Linked DNA regions of Arachis hypogaea: region 2 is linked to region 1. The links are chromatin contacts, called in public Hi-C maps. All regions are on one chromosome and are shown on one strand. The core of a region is the stretch at or near the end of the contact, and the rest is flanking DNA. Distances in the headings are between cores, read along the strand shown. Region 1 holds the start of LOC112696441 (serine/threonine-protein kinase AFC1). Region 2 holds the start of LOC112696444 (protein SLOW GREEN 1, chloroplastic).

Region 1 (3,084 bases), core at 79-2,578:
CTTCATTACTGAATGTTATACAGTGTGGATTTCCCATGCTAACACAAGTGACATTCCATGTAACTCCATCTACATCTAGTTTTGCTTTAACAACAGCACCGTCCTTATTTGCAGGTAACTTAGTAGGAACATCTGATGGTTTAAGAATCGGCTCCCCCATATCAACTCTGACCTGAAACAGTTAGTACTACAGGAATGAATACCAGATAAGTTTGAAAACAAAACCCTTCAATTCTAAACCAACCAACAACACTAAATAAGTAAACTGCAAATACTAGCCCAATAACAACTTACGTTCCCATCCTCTACGATTTCGGGAACAATGAGACCAGCACCAGTGTGTACGGTAAAACTGCAAACAAACAAACAACAACAAAGCCTTACAAACATTGTTATACGATATTTTCAACAAGCTATTCATTCATAACAAGTCCGCTACCATTACAGATATCCACACAATATCGCAGGCTACTCGCTATAACAAGCAAAACAGTGTGAAATCTTCTGAGTAATTAGAGAATGAGTATTACCTGTGCCTGCCGTGTAAATTCTCAAGCTGAGAAACAAATTTGGCAAAGCATCGCACTCCATTGCCACACATCTAACGAGAAAAAGGTACCAATTTAAGTGAATAAAATATCAACAATCGATAATTAATAACAAAAATAATAATAAAAGAAAGAAGAGTCTATTGATTACCTCCGGTTCACTACCATCAGAATTAAAAATTCTCATGGTATAGTCAGTGCCATTGATTCCAGGAAGAACAAAGATAACTCCATCGGCACCAACGCCAAAGTTACGGTCACAGAGCTGAACGGCTTTCTCAGCAGTGATCTTTGGCTCCGAAGAGTCTCTATTATCAATCTATTCAGAAACCCACACGCAATGTTATAAAGGGGAAAGAAGGTTGGGGAAATGATGACGTGGCGGAATGGCTCACCAAAACGAAGTCGTTTCCGAGGCCGTGGTACTTGGCGAAGTGGAGGAAGCCGGACTCCTTGCGCTCGAGAAACGAACTGGTTGAGGTTTTGACGGGAGCATCGATGCTCATCGAAGAAGAAGAAGCGACGATGCGAGGGTTAGTGTATTTAAGAGTGCGTTGAGGAGTGGCCAAAACGGATAGCGTGGTGGAAGAAGAATGGCGAAGAAGACTGTTGTGGCGGCGCGTCGGAGAAGTAATAGGAAGAGAAATGGTAGCGGCTATGGCCATGGCTGAACGCTGATGATTGCTTCCTGCAATGCTCGACTTCGACTCTCCTCATCGCTGTCCCGATCTGACTTAACGACTTGAATTCGTTGTTTTTTTTTTTTTTACCATTACAGTGGTTACAGTATTATTGGGCTTTTATGGGCTGTATAATTTGGGCCTCAAATTGGGCTTTTATGGGCCGTATAATTTGTTCCTCAAGAAAATAATGTTGGCCGAAATCCATAACCATCGGTTCCGTTGATGAATGATGATAACGCTTCAGCATTCTGTTAACCACGGTTAAGCCTGAACCCATTCTCCATCTCTCTCTCTCTCTCTCTCTCTCTCTCTCTCTCTCTCTCATCCGATCCAACTTTAGGTGGTTATTCGGAACAGAATTTCCCCAACTTGGTGTGTTTTCTGATCCGGACGTGATCTGAAAACAATCGAGTTCAGTTCAGAATTCTTATGCTATATCGTGACGAGAGCTTCATGCTCAGGTAAATGGAGACGCAGCGGATAATGGAGATTCCGCATAGGAGCATAGACAAGAGGCCAAGGAAGAGACCTCGTTTAACATGGGACATGCCTCCTCCTCCGCCTCCTATTCCTCCTCCTCTTCCTTGCAAGGTTTTCATTTATCTCATTCTTTCTTCTCGGCATCTTTATCTTTTTCGTAATTTCCCCTATGCTTGATTGCTCGTAATTTCATACTAGTGAATTGATTTGTATATCAATTTGATGCTTACTTTTTTTTAAAATTAAATAAACAAATTTGCCTCTGGTTTGGACATTTTTAGCTCAATTAATGTGTATAGAAATTATTAATTATTATCACAGTTGGTGTATTTCATATGGATGAAGTTTAGGTTGATTTATAAGCAACATTAGGCTTGATTGTTGTGTATTGGAGTCATATAATTTTAAATGATGGAAACATTTTTTTGCTTAATTTTTGGTTGATTGGTCTGTGAATGGTTGCAGGTTCTTCCAGCTTCAAATCGCAGCCAGGAGGTTGGGAATGGCATTGTTCCAAATCATGTTTATTCATCATCCATGTTTTATAGGGGAACGTCTCGAAATGGATCGCCCCCTTGGAGGCCTGATGATAAAGATGGTCACTATGTTTTTGCCGTGGGTGAAAATTTGACACCACGATGTAGGTGATTCATCCTCATTTAATATGAAGTATATTGGTTTGCAATGCTCTGTTTGTTAAGTCTAGTATCATAGAGCCTCCTGCCTTCCCTACTTTTTTTTTTTTTTCATCTTTCCAAGTTTCTATTTATGACTCATCTAAACTGAGATTTTGAATGATTAATTTTAACAAATGAATCTCTGTTGGGTAGATTTGTTTTCTTTTGTCATTTTTTGCTATTATGTATAGCTTTATGCTTAGGTCATATGTGTCCTTAACTAAAATTGATTCTGTTATGTTTGCAGACAGGATTCTTGGTAAAATGGGGGAAGGTAGCATCCAAGATTCTGGTTCTTTTTATGGGATAAGATTTTTAAGCTTACTAAAAAAATCCTATTCTTGGAGTTGTTTTATTCCTAAATGTTATGGTCTAATTTGGATGCTTGAATGTCCTTCAGGAACATTTGGTCAAGTCTTGGAATGTTTTGACAATGAAAAGAAAGAAGTTGTGGCAATTAAAATTGTTCGCTCCCTAATCAAGTATCGTGAGGCAGCAATGACTGAAATTGATGTGCTGATGAGGCTAGCCAAACATGATGTTTCTGGTTCTCGGTAAGAGTTCATTCTGGTTCTCTTCCATTATTGGTTGTAGATGTTAAAAAGTAATTGTGGTATAAGTGGTTTCGTTCTTTGCAGTTGTGTGCAAATACGGAATTGGTTTGACTATCGTAATCATATTTGTATTGTAAGTATT
Region 2 (3,038 bases), core at 361-2,860, 200 kb after region 1:
ATAATTCAGGTTCAGATTGTCAATTGAACCAATCAAGTGGCCTAGGTGTGGTTCAATTCAGAAGAAAAAATGTAGCATTAGAGAAATTTTTTTGTATTTGCAGCAAATTTGGGTGTAATACGAAGATATTTGGGTGTAACAGGAAGATATTTGAGTATATTTTAAGAATTTTGAGTGTATTTTTATTCTGATAAGTTCTGCATAATTTAAAACTCTTCCTCTTCCTCTTCCTCATCTTCTATTGCTTCTTCTTTTTTTTTTCATCATTAATACCATCTTCTTCTTCTTTTTTTTTCTTATTAATCTTTTCTTTTTTGTTTTACCTTCTCAAGTTTATTCTTGTTTTACTCTCTTAACAAGAATAAAAACAAAAAATTATACAAAAAAGAAGAAGAAACACATAATGTTGTAAAATTACTTGGAAGAGGATGAACTTACATTCATTTAACTAAAAGAAAGAAAGAAATAAGGAAAAAAAAAAGAAGAAGAAAAAAATGCAACATTAGAGAAAATCTTTTTCTGTATTTGTAACAAATTTGGGTGTAACACGAGAATATTTGGATGTAACACGATGACATTTGGGTGTATTTTAAGAATTTTTGGTATATTTTTATTCTGATAAGTTCTATATAATTCAAAACTCTTTCTCTTCCTCCTTCTCATCTTCTGCTGTTTCTTTTTTTTTTTCATCATCATCATCATCTTCTTCTTCTTCTTTTTTTCTTATTCATCTTTTCTTTTTTGTTTTACCTTCTCAAGTTTTTTCTTGTTTTAATCTCTTAACAAGAATAAAAACAAAAAAATCAAACAAAGAAGAAGAAACACATAATGCTGTAAAATTACTTGGAAGAAGATGAACTTACTTTCATTTAACTAAAAGAAAGAAAGAAATAAGGAAAAAAAAGAAAAAGCAGTATTAGAGGAAATATTTTTCTGTATTTGTAGCAAATTTGGGTGTAACACAAAGATATTTGGGTGTAACATGAAGATATTTTGATGTATTTTAAGATTTTTGAGTGTATTTTTATTCTGATAAGTTCTGCATAATTCAAAACTCTTCCTCTTCCTCCTTATCTTCTACTGCTTCTTTTTCCTCATCTTCTTATTTTATTTTCTTTTAATTCTTCTTGGGGGAAAAAATTTGACAAAGAAGAAAAAATACATAATGTTGCAAAATTAATAGAAAGAGGAGAAGGAAAAAAATGCAGCAACAATAACAACAATAAAAAGAACCATGATGAGGATGAAACACGTAAAGAAGAAGAAGAATGAATGCGAAGAAAAGGAGGAAGAATGCAAAAAAGGAGAAGAAGAAGAAGAAGAAGGAGGAGTAGGAGGAAGAACGTGGAATACAAACGTTGAAGAAGAACCGTTTCTCATTTCGCGCTATTCAAAGTTGAGGAGGTGTGTATTTATACATTCTAATTTTAGAGTTGTTTTTGTTAAATTTAAATTAATTTATATAAATTTGTATCACAAAAAGATTTGCATGTGTAGCAAGTCTCTAAATAAGTTATTTTAGTCAATAGTTAAAGTAGGATAAATAGACGGTTTTTGTGATTAACCAAAAAATAAATAGATTCTGATAAAATGAGTAAAATTTTTAAATCAAATAAAAAATAAGCGTAATCTAATATTGGTCATCCCTGCTAAAAAAGTCTAGCTCCGCGGCTCTCCCTCTTTGTACCTCATCTCTCACAGGTTCAGGGTTTTAGCCTTCTTCCAATGTTCCCACTCGCCACTCCCACTGTGGTCTCACCCACACGGGCACCCATGGCCTCTCTCCGGCACCTGTCCCTCAATCCCCACCGTTCATCATCACTCTCTCCATTCTCCCTCTCCTTCCCTCCTTCTTCTTCAACCACCTTTAAGTCCTCATCCATTCGCGCCTCCTCCCAAAACCACCCCAAACCCCAAAACGACGATCTCCTCTCCCGTTTTCTCAAAACCCTAATAAACCCCATCCTCTCGCCAGCCTTCGAAACCACCTGCATCGTCATCTTCGCCACCGCATTCTTCTTCATGCGCCTCCGCCATAACCCCGTCATCGCCGCCCCCCTCACCTCACCCTCCGCCACCGCCGAGTCCTACACCTCCGCCGACCCCGACGCCCCCAACGAGGAGAAAGAAAAGGAAATCGAGGAGCACCTCAGCACAAACCCCTCCGACATCGAAGCCCTCCGCACTCTCATGGAGCTCAAGATCAGAGCGCGCAAAATCGACGAGGCCATTGGCATCATTGACAGGCTCATCGAGCTGGAGCCTCAAGAGTCCGAGTGGCCACTCCTCAAGGCTCACATGCACGTCTACAACGATCAAGTTGACCTTGCACGCGACGTGTTCGAGGAAATTCTCCAGAGAGACCCGCTTCGCGTTGAAGCCTACCACGGCCTCGCAATGACCGCCTTTGAGTCCAAGCTTCCGTTGAATGATTTGTTCAGGAGGATTGAGGTTGCCATGGAGCAGTGCAAGAAGCAGAACAGGAATTCAGAGGTCAGGGACTTCAGGCTCTTGATCGCGCAGATAAAGGTCATGGAGGGAGACCTTGATGCGGCTCTCAAGGCTTACCAGGATCTTGTGAAGGAGGAACCAAGGGATTTCAGGCCTTATCTTTGTCAGGGTATTATATACACCTTGCTGAAGAAGAAAGACGAAGCTGAGAAGCAGTTCAACAAGTTCCGAAGGCTCGTCCCCAAGAACCATCCTTACAAGGAATATTTCGAGGACAATATGTCTGCCACCAAGTTTTTCTCGCAGAAGGTTGAGAGGGAAGGAGCTGCTGCTAGGAGCTGACTAGAGAAATCAAAGAATTTGTGGATTGTTCCACTGAGAGGTCTTTAATGAGTTCTTGTTCCCTTATGTTTTGCTATTTTTAACCCCAGGTGTTTACGTAGGTGATTAGCGTAGTAGTCTTTCATGAGATTACCTCTGGTTGGTTCTCTGGTGAATATAGATACCATGTCTTTAGATCAGTTTATTCTGGGTTCATAACAGTTCATAGTTACAAGCTTTTATCAAACAACTCTTCAAAATATTAT

What was found. A called contact is a pair of places that touch in the nucleus more often than the background predicts.
Region 2: a Hi-C map of leaf shows a contact between it and region 1, with 2.6 times the contacts expected there. The contact joins the promoter of LOC112696444 here to the promoter of LOC112696441 in region 1. A contact is called at or near these places in 3 of 8 Hi-C or Micro-C datasets (leaf and an unstated tissue).

Annotation. Positions count from the first base shown.
Region 1 is chr6:21,184,397-21,187,480 of arahy.Tifrunner.gnm2.J5K5, forward strand. LOC112696441 (serine/threonine-protein kinase AFC1) reads left to right here and starts at 1,329. Exons shown (of 12, transcript XM_025749210.3): 1 at 1,329-1,822; 2 at 2,177-2,351; 3 at 2,636-2,662; 4 at 2,789-2,942; 5 at 3,027-3,075. The coding sequence starts at 1,697. It overlaps LOC112696442 (diaminopimelate epimerase, chloroplastic), which reads right to left and starts at 1,247. Exons shown (of 9, transcript XM_025749213.2): 1 at 944-1,247; 2 at 700-867; 3 at 531-601; 4 at 295-352; 5 at 1-172. The coding sequence starts at 1,213.
Region 2 is chr6:21,382,653-21,385,690 of arahy.Tifrunner.gnm2.J5K5, forward strand. LOC112696444 (protein SLOW GREEN 1, chloroplastic) reads left to right here and starts at 1,611. Exons shown (of 1, transcript XM_025749216.2): 1 at 1,611-3,038. The coding sequence starts at 1,726. The coding sequence ends at 2,793.